Regions from separate parts of the Mus musculus genome. Here region 2 is linked to region 1. Evidence: chromatin contacts called from public Hi-C data. All regions are on one chromosome and are shown on one strand. Each heading gives the region's core, a stretch centred on a gene start, on an enhancer-like site or on the middle of the called end of the contact. The rest is flanking DNA. Distances are from core to core; before and after follow the strand shown. Region 1 overlaps St8sia1 (ST8 alpha-N-acetyl-neuraminide alpha-2,8-sialyltransferase 1). Region 2 overlaps St8sia1 (ST8 alpha-N-acetyl-neuraminide alpha-2,8-sialyltransferase 1).

Evidence for each region. Hi-C and Micro-C count contacts between places; a contact is called where the count stands out from the background.
Region 2: a Hi-C map of cortical neurons shows a contact between it and region 1, with 1.8 times the contacts expected there. The contact joins two enhancer-like sites. A contact is called at or near these places in 1 of 15 datasets of contacts at CTCF or cohesin (CD8 T cells), 19 of 484 Hi-C or Micro-C datasets (CD4 T cells, CD8 T cells, the HPC-5 cell line and 13 more) and 13 of 115 datasets of contacts at active chromatin or transcription factors (CD8 T cells, DN3 thymocytes, bone marrow-derived dendritic cells and 10 more).

The regions. Positions count from the first base shown.
Region 1 is chr6:142,864,937-142,871,045 of GRCm38.p6, forward strand. St8sia1 (ST8 alpha-N-acetyl-neuraminide alpha-2,8-sialyltransferase 1) reads right to left here. Exons shown (of 5, transcript NM_011374.2): 4 at 2,918-3,010. Among named protein-coding and RNA genes, the nearest start is that of Gm7457, 54 kb to the left of the region's middle. Within about 2 kb of position 2,790, at least 160 of the 459 cell types and tissues checked have an H3K27ac peak or open chromatin away from gene starts, as enhancers often do. A contact at or near this core is called in CD8 T cells, Th1 cells, brain and 7 more, where this site is marked.
Region 2 is chr6:142,946,953-142,953,061 of GRCm38.p6, forward strand. All of the region lies in intron 1 of St8sia1 (ST8 alpha-N-acetyl-neuraminide alpha-2,8-sialyltransferase 1), which reads right to left. Among named protein-coding and RNA genes, the nearest start is that of St8sia1, 14 kb to the right of the region's middle. Within about 2 kb of position 2,334, at least 78 of the 459 cell types and tissues checked have an H3K27ac peak or open chromatin away from gene starts, as enhancers often do. A contact at or near this core is called in CD8 T cells, Th1 cells, brain and 7 more, where this site is marked.

The DNA of each region.
Region 1 (6,109 bases), core at 1,540-4,039:
CCCTTTGGACTTTCTTATGGGTTTAATAATGCATTTTAAAGTATGTTTAACCCAAGACCAGAATGTATTAGGACAGGAGATCACCTGGAGGAGCAATCTGGGTCACCAATCAGCAAAGCTTCATGAACTCGGTTACCGCATCTCAGTTTCTCAATAGTCGTGAGATGAATAATTTTATTCTCAATTGACAGAAAGAAGGTTAAATAACCCAGGCTACAAAGAGAGTGAGTACAGAAGTTTCAAGCTCAGGAACAGGTCTGTTTAAGGCTGAAAGTTGTGGAGGATTTAGTTTGGCTTTACTGGTGGTACCAGGGATTGAACCCAAGGCTTCGTATGTGGGAGGCAAATACTCTATCACTGAGCTATATACCCAGCTCCTGACACCTCTGCTATTCACCACTGTGGAACATTGCCTCTCACATAAGCACCGTGCTCTCATAGCCTCCTGGGCTACTTCTTTCTCATCTCTACTCTAGGTTCTGTTCTAGTTTTAGGTTTCGCTTTCTAATTCCCTGCTACACTACAGACATCAAACTGAACGGCCGACCCTTGGTGCTAGCACTGAAACACTGCCCTGAGTTTGGAGAAGAGAAAAAGGAAGTCAGCCGAAGGGATAGAAGTTTCAGGAACACCATCTAAGACACAAGTCATAAACTTTAGAAAGAAACTGCTTTGATCTTTTCAGGACCAAGTTACTTTCCTTAAAAGTCAGAGTATAAATTTGAAAAGTATGTTTATAATATGTTTGCTAAGAAATTCGGGAAACGGATCACGCGTGAAGTTCTTGTTTCCAAGCAGAAGGAACTGAGTCTCAGCACTACGTGAGAGCCAGGAGTGGGGACCTGTAAGGCCAGCCAACCTTGCGGAGACAGAGGTGTGTGGATCCCATGGCTTTGTTGCTCTGCCTGTCAATCCAGATAATCAGCAAGTACTAAATTTAGTTAGAGACCCGGTCTCAGAAAATAAGATGGAAAAATAATTGAGGAATACACCCAATGTCAGCCTCTGGTCTCCACATATGTGCACAGATGAATGAACACACACGTGAACACACACATGCACACACATGAGAGGTGAGGGAGAAACGGAATGAGGAATGAAAACAAGTCTGATGTTGCAGAGAAACCTCCAGACTACAAAAGGAAGCTTGCCTAAGGACTTCTGAGGAGGCCTCTGGGTGGGGGTGGGGCAAAACTATCTCTAGAAGAAACGCAAACAGGTTGTGCCTTTATCTTATTCAAGGGACAGGCTCTTGGCAGATCCCAGTACCTTATTCTTATGTTGAATAATTAGGTGTCAGGGAGAGGATTCCAAAGTGACACGGTAACACTTACTTGAATCTAAAAGGCAGGCTCTGTGACAGAAAGTTAACTTAATAAAGAAACCTCAAAGAGAGCCTCGGTTCTCACAGGAGGACATGTTATACCCAAAAACATTCCGAGATTTTGACAACGTCTACATAAAGCATGTAAGAGACCCATCAGGAACCGAAAATCTACAATTTAACTCCTGCTAACAATACTAGGAAAACTGCTAACAATGAAGAAAATGACGGTATCTTAAAAATGATTTTGAAGGCTACATGAAGAAACAAGTTTGAAGCGCACTTGGTCAGACTCGAGGGGGTGCCTGTGTGCTCCCCTTCCTGTCAAATCCTGTGAGTTCACCTGGGCGCTTCCTCAACTAGAGACTGACCCCAATGCTTCCATCATGGCTGCCACGTTTTCTGGAATTAATGCAAAAGAGAATGACTGGCCCAGCTTGAGACCCATGCCATGACAGAGAACCTGACACTCCTGACAGCTTGGCACACCCTGACACTGCTAATGATGCTCTGTTATGCTTGCAGACAGCAGACTAGCATAACTGTCCTCTGAGAGGCTTCACCCAGAAACAGATGCAGAGACCCACAGCCAAACACTAAGCAGAGCTTGTAGAATCCTGTGGAAAAGGGGGAGGAAGGATTGAAGGAGCCAGAGGGGTCAAGGGCACCACAAGAAAATCTACAGAATCAACTAACCTGAGCCCATAGGGGCTCATAGAGACTGGTCTGTCAACCAGAGAGCATGCATGGGATGGACCTAGGCCCTCTGCACATATGTAACAGTCCTGCGGTTGGGTCTTCATGTGGGACTCCTAAAGCAGGAGCGGGGCTATCTCTGGCTACATTGCCTGCTTTTGGATCCCTTTCCCCTAACTGGGCTGTCCTCAATAGAAGAATATGTGCATAATACTCCTGCAACTTGATAGGCCAAGTGTGGTTGACATCCATGGGAGGCCTCTTCTTCTTCTCAAAGAAGGGGAGGGGGGAAAGTCAGGGAGAAGGGGAGGGAGAAGGAAGGGACAGGGAGGAGAAGAGGGATGGGAAGCTAAAATTAGAATGTGAATTAATTAATTAATATTTTTCAAAAAGGATTTTCCACCTGTCAAGGAAGGTCTGACAAAGCAGAACCAATCTATCATCACCACACATTCTTGTACATTCTGAAGACATTGCTGTCTTGATGCATGCGTGTGGTAAATTGGTCATTTCTTTGTTTTTGTTTCAACATGTCAGTTCACAGTGGCTGATCACAAAGTAGGACCAGTGCCAGCGCATGACATAGGAGTAGTAATGAGTGGGCAGGATGCTGTGCTGTGCTCTGAGCAAAATATTCAACCCCCTGTCATTCACGCCACTTCTAGCAGAGAGAAGCCAAACCGCAGAGGAAGCATGAAATACCTAGGATGAGGACGGATGCCTGTAATACTTGCCTGGTTTATTTACGATTCCCTCCTCCATCCTTCCTGCCTGTCCAGATGGCTTCCCTCTTTGTCTGCAGAGAGGCTGAAATATGCTCACTCCCTTTAAGATGCAAATGATGTCGCAAACCTCCCTCTTTGGTTCCCCCCACAAAGAGAAACCAGGGAGTCTTACCTCTGGCGAATTATGCTGGGGTTAGCTGTCACCAACTGAGTTTTGGAACCGACATCTCTGGTGTACTCACTTGACAAGGGAGGCAGGTTGCACCTAGAAAAGCAGAAAGGGATGTTTTAGAATGACTCACACACTTGTAAATCAAGTCTGTGATTAGAACACAAAGAGGGAAGTTGGCTCGATTGATTTACAAGTAACTGTTTTCTTTCCCTTTCCCTTTTCTTGCACTTTAGTGGACGAATTAGCCATTAGCATCATCAAATGTTGGGGGGGGGGTGGCTTGGTTGTTTGGTTTGGTGCTGTTTTTGTTTGTTCTTGGTTTTTTGGTGTGTGTGTGTGTGTGAGTGTGTGTATGTGTGTATGTAAGTGTGTGTATGTGTGTGTGTGTGTGTGTGAGAGTGTGTGTATATGTGTATGTAAGTGTGTGTATGTGTGTGTGTGTGTGAGAGTGTATGTGTGTATGTAAGTGTGTGTATATGTGTATGTAAGTGTGTGTGTGTGTGAGAGTGTGTGTATGTGTGTATGTAAGTGTGTGTATATGTGTATGTAAGTGTGTGTGAGTGTGTGTATGTGTGTATGTAAGTGTGTGTATATATGTATGTAAGTGTGTGTGTGAGAGTGTGTGTATGTGTGTATGTAAGTGTGTGTATATGTGTATGTAAGTGTGTGTGTGTGTGTGTGTGTGTGTTGTGTGCATGCACACTGTTTTAGAAGAAGTGACAGAAGTAGCTGATCTACCAAAAGAAAGGAATGTATCTGTTTTGTTGTTTTTAAAGTGTGGTGTCATACACCTGCAATCCTACAGTTGCGAGGTAGAGACAAGAGGGTAACGGTTCACACGCAACCTTAATTTCATAGTGAATTTGAGGTTATCCTGGGCTACATGAAACCTTGTGTCATAAATAAATAAGTAAGTAAATAAATAAGTAAATAAATAAATAAATAAATAAATAAATGTGTGCTTGAGAAATGGCTCAGCTCTTAGGAGTGTTAACTGCTCTTGCAACAGACCAGGACTCAGTACCCACGTGGCACCCCATAATATAAATATAAATCCAACTCCAGGACATCCAATGCCCTCTTCTGGTTTCTGCTGGCACCCATACACATGTGATGCTTATAAACTCACACAGACATATGCAAATTCACACAAAATAAATCTTTATAAGTAATGAAAAAAAAAAAAGAAACAGCACTTGAAGCGGCAGGACAGAGTATGTTAAATTTGACGTGAGGGCTCAGGAGGTAGAGGGCTTATGTCACTACCCACAAGCTCTACACATAAACACTGATGAATTATGCTGCTCACCCATGGTTTTCTTTATTTTCCAAATATTAACATTATAGCAGCACTTTCTGGGCCACGTATGTCAGCTAACCTAACTCATGAATATTTTGTGTATGTAGCCAAGGGATAGGTTGGTTAGGGTGATGACACAAGGGCTCATTACCCAACAAACTGTGAGAGCAGTGTGTGTGTGTGTACACTAGCACACATGTGCATGTACATGAATATACACAAGTGCACACATGTGGGAACAGAAGCCAACATTAACTGTCTTCCTCTGTCACTTTCCACCTTATTTTTTGAGGCAAAGTCCCTCACTGAACTTGCAGTTCACTGATTGGCTGTACCGCCTGGCCAGGGAGCTTCAGGCATCCTCCTGTCTCCACTTCATGGCACAGGGACTATAAATCCATGCCTCCGTACCTGGCTTTTGTTTGAGTGCTGGGGGGTGGAACTCAGACCCCTAAGCCTGTATGGTTAACACTTTCCCAACTTAGCCATGTTACCAGCCCCAAAAGAGATGTGTTCTCCATGAGAGGAAGCAGTCACCCCACTTGGGCCCCCAAACTCCATCCCTACACTAATCGTTTCTCTTGGTTACGATGTCCTAGGACTGTATACAGTGGGAAACACGGCTATTTCACACCCACAGCTGTGACTTTCTGTGGGCATCGGGAGGGTCATTCATTTCTCTGGCCACAGTTCCTCCGTGAACTGAAACTAAGACAATGACTTTGCTTTTCTTCCTGAGCCATAGTAAGGACTAAGAAACCTCAGCTGAAAGTCTCTATTCTAATGCCAAAAAAATAAAAAAGAGAGAGAGAGAGAGAGAGTTCAAAACTATCATGTCAGAAATCTGATTTTTGTATACAGTGTAAGTTCTCTCCTCTCCAGCCACATGTCTGACTTGACTCCTGCCACATCAAGGCATGTCTAACTTGTATCGTTTATTTATAGAAAAGGTTGTTTTTACAAATACCGTGGTCTCTGTGAGCTGTTACATTTTCTCTACTGATGGATGTGCCTTGGGAGATGAAACTGCCCACCCACCTGTCAGCTGATCTGCCCCCATCCCCAGTTCCTTTTTCTTTTGAGCCTTATGACTCCAGCCACAACAGGCCAATGGGGTGGAACTGTCTCCACATTGATTTAAAATCTCCCTTTCATCTGTGTATGGGTAATAAAAAACTGCATTTTCTGGTAAACACACACAGGTCAGTCATGCTCACTGGAAGGAAGCAGTAGACACCAGAGAAAGCAGAGGAGTTGCTGGTCACCAAGCCCTCTCCTGAGGCATCATCTCCAAGCTCATGGTGATATCACACTCCACATGGCTTCCTGGGGAGTCGTGTGGAAGAATGGACTCAGACATCAATACGAGGCTGCATCTGGCCACAGTATGAATCAGATCATGATTGCATGATTTAACTGATCTTTGCAAAGACAAGATGACTCCCAAATAAAACCCAAGCCAAGATTTGGATGTGTTCCTTTAGGAAGATTTGATCTTGACCGCCCTTGATCTGAGAATGAACTGTGGTTTTTAACCCTTGCTAGAGAGTCCTCATAACCTGTTTTGCCAATAACAAATTAGTTTTCATGTATAAATATTTTGTGTCTGTAGTGAGTTTGGTCAGATGCTGCTTGCATTGGAATGCTAAATACTGGCCCCTAAAGCCTAGCTTCTTTCCCACAGGGAATCCTCGTATAGACCCTAGTGACACTATGTGACCTTGCCTCCCAAGTTATTACTGATTGGTTAATAGAGATGCCTGTAGCCTATAAGGGGTAGAGTTGAGATAGGTAGGGTTTGAGGTTCCCAGAAGAGAACCCTGAAGAGGAGAAGAGGGAGGGAGAAAGAAGGAAGTCGTCCTGGGGTAAGTGAGTCATAAAAATAAGGCCAT
Region 2 (6,109 bases), core at 1,084-3,583, 82 kb after region 1:
CCACTATGTGGTTGGTAGGACTTGAGCTTAGGACCTCTAGAAGAGTAGTCAGTGCTCTTAAATGCTGAGCCATCTCTCCAGCCCTGTTTTTGGGTTTGTATTTGTGTGTGTGTGTGTGTGTGTGTGTGTGAGAGAGAGAGAGAGAGAGAGAGAGAGAGAGAGAGAGAGAGAGAGAGAGAGAGAGAGAGAGAGAGAAGACAGCATTTTGAGGTCAAGTTCTTTCCATCGTGGGTTTCCAGTACTGAAGTCAGGTTCTCATGCTCCCGTGACAAGCCATTTTACCCGCTGAGCCACCTTGCTGGCCCCACGTCCTTTCTACTTAGGTTGCACGGGGCAGTGTTCAGAGAGTGAGCTGGGAGCAGAGGACCCTGAATTTGAACCCTTGCTCAGCCCTTCTCTGCCTCTGAAACCTTTACTCTGTTCCTTAAGTGAGCCGTTGACTCAGGGTCACAGAGCCAGAAGCCAATGAGTACTGAGAGCCAAGTAAGGAGAGAAAGTAATGAAACTCAGCATGAAAAACGCAGAAGGGAACACCAAACTTGTCCTCATTAAAGAACAGGGAAGCATAAGAAACAACTGTGAGGAAAGAGGAAACTATCGCCATTTACAAACGACGTACACAGATCAGTCTATTCCTAGCAAACTGGAAGGGACGAGCCAGGAAACTGTTACTGTGAGACTTCTAATGAGAGAGCTGGATGAAAATAACTGTCAGTACCTTAGTATCCAAACAACAACCTCTCAGACACTGCAGGGCAAGCAGGGTGCTTTGTGGTGAGGTCACAGAAGAGTGAAGGATGGGCTTGACATACCTTTAAAGTTATCTCCATAGAACTATGGCAATCTATGAAAAACAAGCCTGAATACTCTATGTAGGGAAGTAAAATAAGCTTTGAATATTAATGAAATATATCTTATGCTCAGGCAAGAAGTTTCAATTTTGTAGTAAGAATGAATAAATTACTGAAACTCAAGAAGTTTCAGTGAAGTTGAAAAACTATCTCAATTGCACCTAAGAGAAAATTATGACAAGAAATAGTAAGCGGTTCCTTATCAGATATTAAAATAGCCCAGCATCTGGGAAGCAGAGACAAGCAGATTTCTGTGAGTTAGAGGCCAGCCTTTTCTACACAGTGAGATCCAGGCCCAGCCACTATCCCAAACGAACAATAGCAACAAGAATCCTAAAACTTCACTGTAAGGCCACAGCAACTGAACAAGTCTGAGTTTTGAATGAAAACTAGAAGAAACCTGAGGAAGAAAAGTCACACTTTTAAATTAGGCTCACACATAGAGAGGGTCATCAAGTATGGTAGACATTTCACAGCCCTGGGAAGGGTCTACTTTGGGTTTGGCTTTATTTTAGTGGTGGCACCAAACTGAATAGTGAGGATAGGTCACCAGCCCAATCATAAAAATACTAGATGAAAATGTCTTAGGACACAAAGGTTTAAAAGTCATAAGCAAGGTCTGGAGAGATGGGTCAGCAGTGAAAAGCATGTAATGCCCTTGCCAGGCCCTGAGCTTAGTTCTCAGAACCCGTGTCAGGCAGGTCACAATCGCCTGCATCTCTAGGTCCAGGCACGGTGATGCCTCTGGCTTCTGTGGGTACCCACACTCATGGGGACATACCCACACATAGATACACTATTTAAAAAGAACAAAAGTAAATCATTTATAAATAGTCACAAAATTTAAAAATTGCTGACATCAATTTTCTGATGATTTCTAAAGTCTTTATAGAAAAAAAAATTAACATAAATGCAAGGGTAGTCAAAGACCAAACCCTGGGAAAACATCTACCATTGATTTGCTCTGTAAAATCCATGCAGGGTGGAATACTAATGAGCGTGCACTGATGGGAGAGGAGAGAACGCAATCAAAATGACTGGCTGCACGCTTTGATGTTTAATAATCCAATTTAATAAAACAGTAAACTTAATAAAAAAAACTGTAACTGTTTCGCAGCTGTTGTTAGAGGTATGTAACAAGTTACCCCCACCCTTAGGACTCATGTTCTCTCTGTTCTGCGCTCAGCTCAGCTCAGCTCAGCTCGTGACACTGCAGTCAAGCTGTTCGCTGGGGCTGCAGTCTCCAGAAACAAGGGACACCCTTCTAGGCTCCTATCCAGGGCTGCTGCTGGCCTCAGTTCTTCCCTGGCCATTGACCAGACCTCAGTCTCCTTCTGCACAGGCTTCTCCTTAGATTGCCCACAGTGGGGCAATAATCCAACAGAGAGAAAGAGGCCATCCAAATGAAGCCATAGGCTGCTCTTAACCCAGTCTCAGAGGGAGGGATGCCCCATCATCTCTGCAGTATTCTGTTCTATTTTAGACGTGAGTCTCTAAATGCAGCCCACACTCAGAATGAGAGAAGACAACACAGGGCACGAGGACCAGGGAGAGGGATGCTGGGAAACTGAGAGCCATCCTGGAGGCTGAGCATCAGAGTACAGGATAAATGATAAATGCATGATAGGCCATAGGCAGGCAGGCAGGCAGATAGACAGGTAGGCAGGCAGGTAGATAGATAGACAGGTAGACAGAAAGGCAGGCAAGCAGACAGGCAGGCAGGTAGGCAGACAAACAGGCAGACAGACAGACAGGCAGACAGACAGACAGGCAGGCAGGCAGGCAGATAGTTGATAAACATGATAGCTGATAAAGGATAGCTGATATATGATAAATTATACATGATAAATGATAGATATACATATAATTAATCGATTATAGATAGAGGATAAATGATAGGTGATAGATAACTAGATAAGTGATAGGTAACAGACGTATGGATGCTAGATAGGATAGATAAACACTAGAAAAACAGTGATAGATAACAGATGCTAGATACAGACAGAAAACTGACAGATGACTAGGTAAACGATGACAGATAAATAGATGCTCGATGGATAATGAATAGATAATTGACTAAATGAGAGATCGGATGATGATAGAGTAGCTTGGCTGACAGATGACAAGCATAGATGTGGCTGATACAGACATCATCTGCAGGAAGAGGATTATACATCCCTGCTTGCTTAAAATAGCTCTCACGCATGCCAGTCGTCCTGGCAAAACCTGTAGATTTCACCTCAAGTATCCTAGCTAGGCACCATTCAGAAGGCTATACGTGGAAGTCTACCATGACTGGTCGGCAGGGCTAAGATCCAGAGAGCTTCTATACTGCCTCACACCCTTCCATTAAGCTTTAGTTTTATTAGAAAAATACACGGTTTCATTTTACACATGTGCACTGCAACTCTGAGATACCTTCCTGAATAACACCGAACATTATCACAGACATTTCAGAGGCAGGCTCCAAAGCCCAAAGAAAGTTCTCTGGGGCTTTCAGCCGCCAAGCGGAATGGCAGACGCTACATTGTTACACAGCAATTGTTTCACAGAACCTCTCTGCTGAGCTCTGCCACTCTGGCTTCTCACAGGAGTCCGGGCTTCAGCTCCGTGACCACAGCACAGTTAATAATGTATTTCCACCGCACACGTCTCACCGATGCCAAAAGGAGGAAGGCCAGCATAGAGGCACTGAAGGGAGCAGGTGAATTCTTTACTACGCAGACATCAGGCAGATGCAGATGGAGGAGGGAGGACCCCTTCCTGGCCTGGTGAAGGCTCAAGGCTGTGGTTTTAGAGAAAGTGAAAGGGGTAGATGGGCTGTAACTCCCATTCCGGGACTGCAGCTTTATAACCTTAACCTAGGATTCATCGTCTCAGCAAAATGTGTGGTAGCTCGTGTGGTGACTCTTGCCTGGAATCCCGGTACTCGGGGAGGCTGGAGCTGAAAGGATTGCTGCGAAGTTCTGAGCCAACCTGGGCTACATAGTGAGCAGTAGAGCAGCTTAGGCTTTAAAGTGAGACCCTATCTCAAAAGAAAAGATACAAATAACAAGACTGAAATCCTCAGTGTGAAGACTAAACACCTCCTACAAAAAGGAAGGTACCGAGCCCTGGAGAAAGGCCATTCACCCACAGGATAACAGCTAAGTTCCTTCATTTTCTTGGGCTTCAGTCTCTCCACTAACACACCAGGATGATGTCACCCTACAGGGTCACCAGGATGATGTCATAATACAGAGCCACCAGGATGTTGTCAGCACTCATCCAGAACTTATCAGAGGGAACAACACTGAACATTCCTTGAATGCTGGTCACTACCATTAAAGATCCATCTTGGGCAAACAGTATAGCCTTTTCTCTATGAAAGAGGGTCAATAACATGTTCCTCACTTAGTGCTTGTGAGTGTTAAATGCAACATATAACATATAATGCATAAAACAGAATTAACATAGGGAAACCAAAAATAAACAACTATATTACTAGAGATATCATTGTTTAGAAAACTAAGCTTAAAATCTGGGGTTAGCGCAACAGACACATTGCGCAGACAGCCTGTACCATGGTGCTCACACGTAATTGGGGCTCGGTAAATGTTAATTAAATCTGAACTTAATTTCCCATATTGCATCTCTATTTTAAAAGCTTTTGGACTGTGTACAAGTGATAAATCTTGGAACCTGATACACAAGGAACAATCTCACAGCGTCTTTGCTGGGTCTTTCGTTTTGTCACAGGGTTTTCAGTGGGCTTTCATCCTGGAGGTGCAGCAGGTGAGGTACCTGGTTACATGACCCGGTCCCCAAAAGGGCCACTATAGAGACTAACCAGCAGGCCAGCCCTGTATCCTCATGTGGCTAGCATGCTGAGGAGTGTGGATTCTTCCCTTCCTGAAGAAGAGAGAGGACATAAGAGAACACAGATCTGGAAGCTGGCCAGGAAGGCATCGTTCCCCAGTTTGTTGGTAGACAAGATCTACTCCTGAGCTCCCTGGGATAGGAGAAACAGCAAAAAAAAGAGCTGACAGTAGGAGATGACACAAGGCAAGACAGCAAGGCACAGTCACGGAGAGAAGAGAAAAGGAGAGAGGAAAGAGATGGAGGAGGGAGAGGGAAAGAGGGAGCACCATATTGTTTGTTCAGGGTGTCCTTTTGTGGTAGAGCATTTGCTCTATGTATGAGGCTCTGCATTGGAATGACCAGGTTTGAGGATACAGCCCCTTATTCAGTGAGTAACTGTATCAAAATAGGAGGCTGTTTCCTCTTCTCCGAGTGCCTCACAGAAACCACCGTGACTTTTTAAGTTAAGAACACCATCACGGTTAGAGACTAGCTTCCTCTCAGCCTGTTAGTAAGCCGGCCAAGGCAGAGAAGAAGCAGGCCTTCTGGCACCCAGTGGACACACACAGGGAAAAACTGAGAAGGTAGGCAGGGGCAGCAATGGAGTGTCATGTTCTTATCATGGCTACCACTTCTCCATAGGCAGAGGGAAAACATGGGAGGAGATGTATGGGAGGCTCCAAACCAACCATCGTAAATATCAAGGATGTCTACAGCAAGGAGCAGCAGACTCCATCCCAGATCAATATTCTATTCCTGGGCTGTGAAGAAAGCTGAGTCAGAAATGAAAGAGATGCTACAACCGACAACGAGTGGAGCAGTGACAAGCCAAGATGACACCCCTGGCCTGGAAAGGAAGAGAAGGGCCTCTTGTGGGTAGCATACACTAGGATTCCACGTAAGAACACTGGTTGTGAGCAGAGGGTGGACTCTTCCCCCACCAGGATTCAATCAAGGCAGAGACTCATCAAAACAGCTAAGTGGGAGGGGAGGTAGAGTGGGGTGGGATGCTAGTGATGGCTGTGTGCTGTAACAGTTTCCTCCAAGATTGAACTCCTTAAAGGTGAAGTAAACCACTCAAAATAACTTCGGGGAGTCCCTAAAACTGACCACATTCACTTACCACCAGATTAAGCAATAAAAACTATGAGTCCCTCTTAAGGGGGGAAGCCAAATGCAAAGACTCTGAGGCCAGACCAGCTGCCTGGAAGAAGCTGAAACCGCGTGCCTACTGGAGGCTTAGACCAGAGTCGCTTGGATCCCTCCAACCTGTTGAGCTACCTGCAGGCTGGCCTGTGTGGTCCAAGTTCCCAGCTTTAGGGAGCTGTCCCCCATACTGGGTGGGCTTTGTTGATGTACCTGTCTTTGAGTCATTTCTGCTTCCGTAAGTGACCCTTCTCTCACACTCCTGTAAGTGA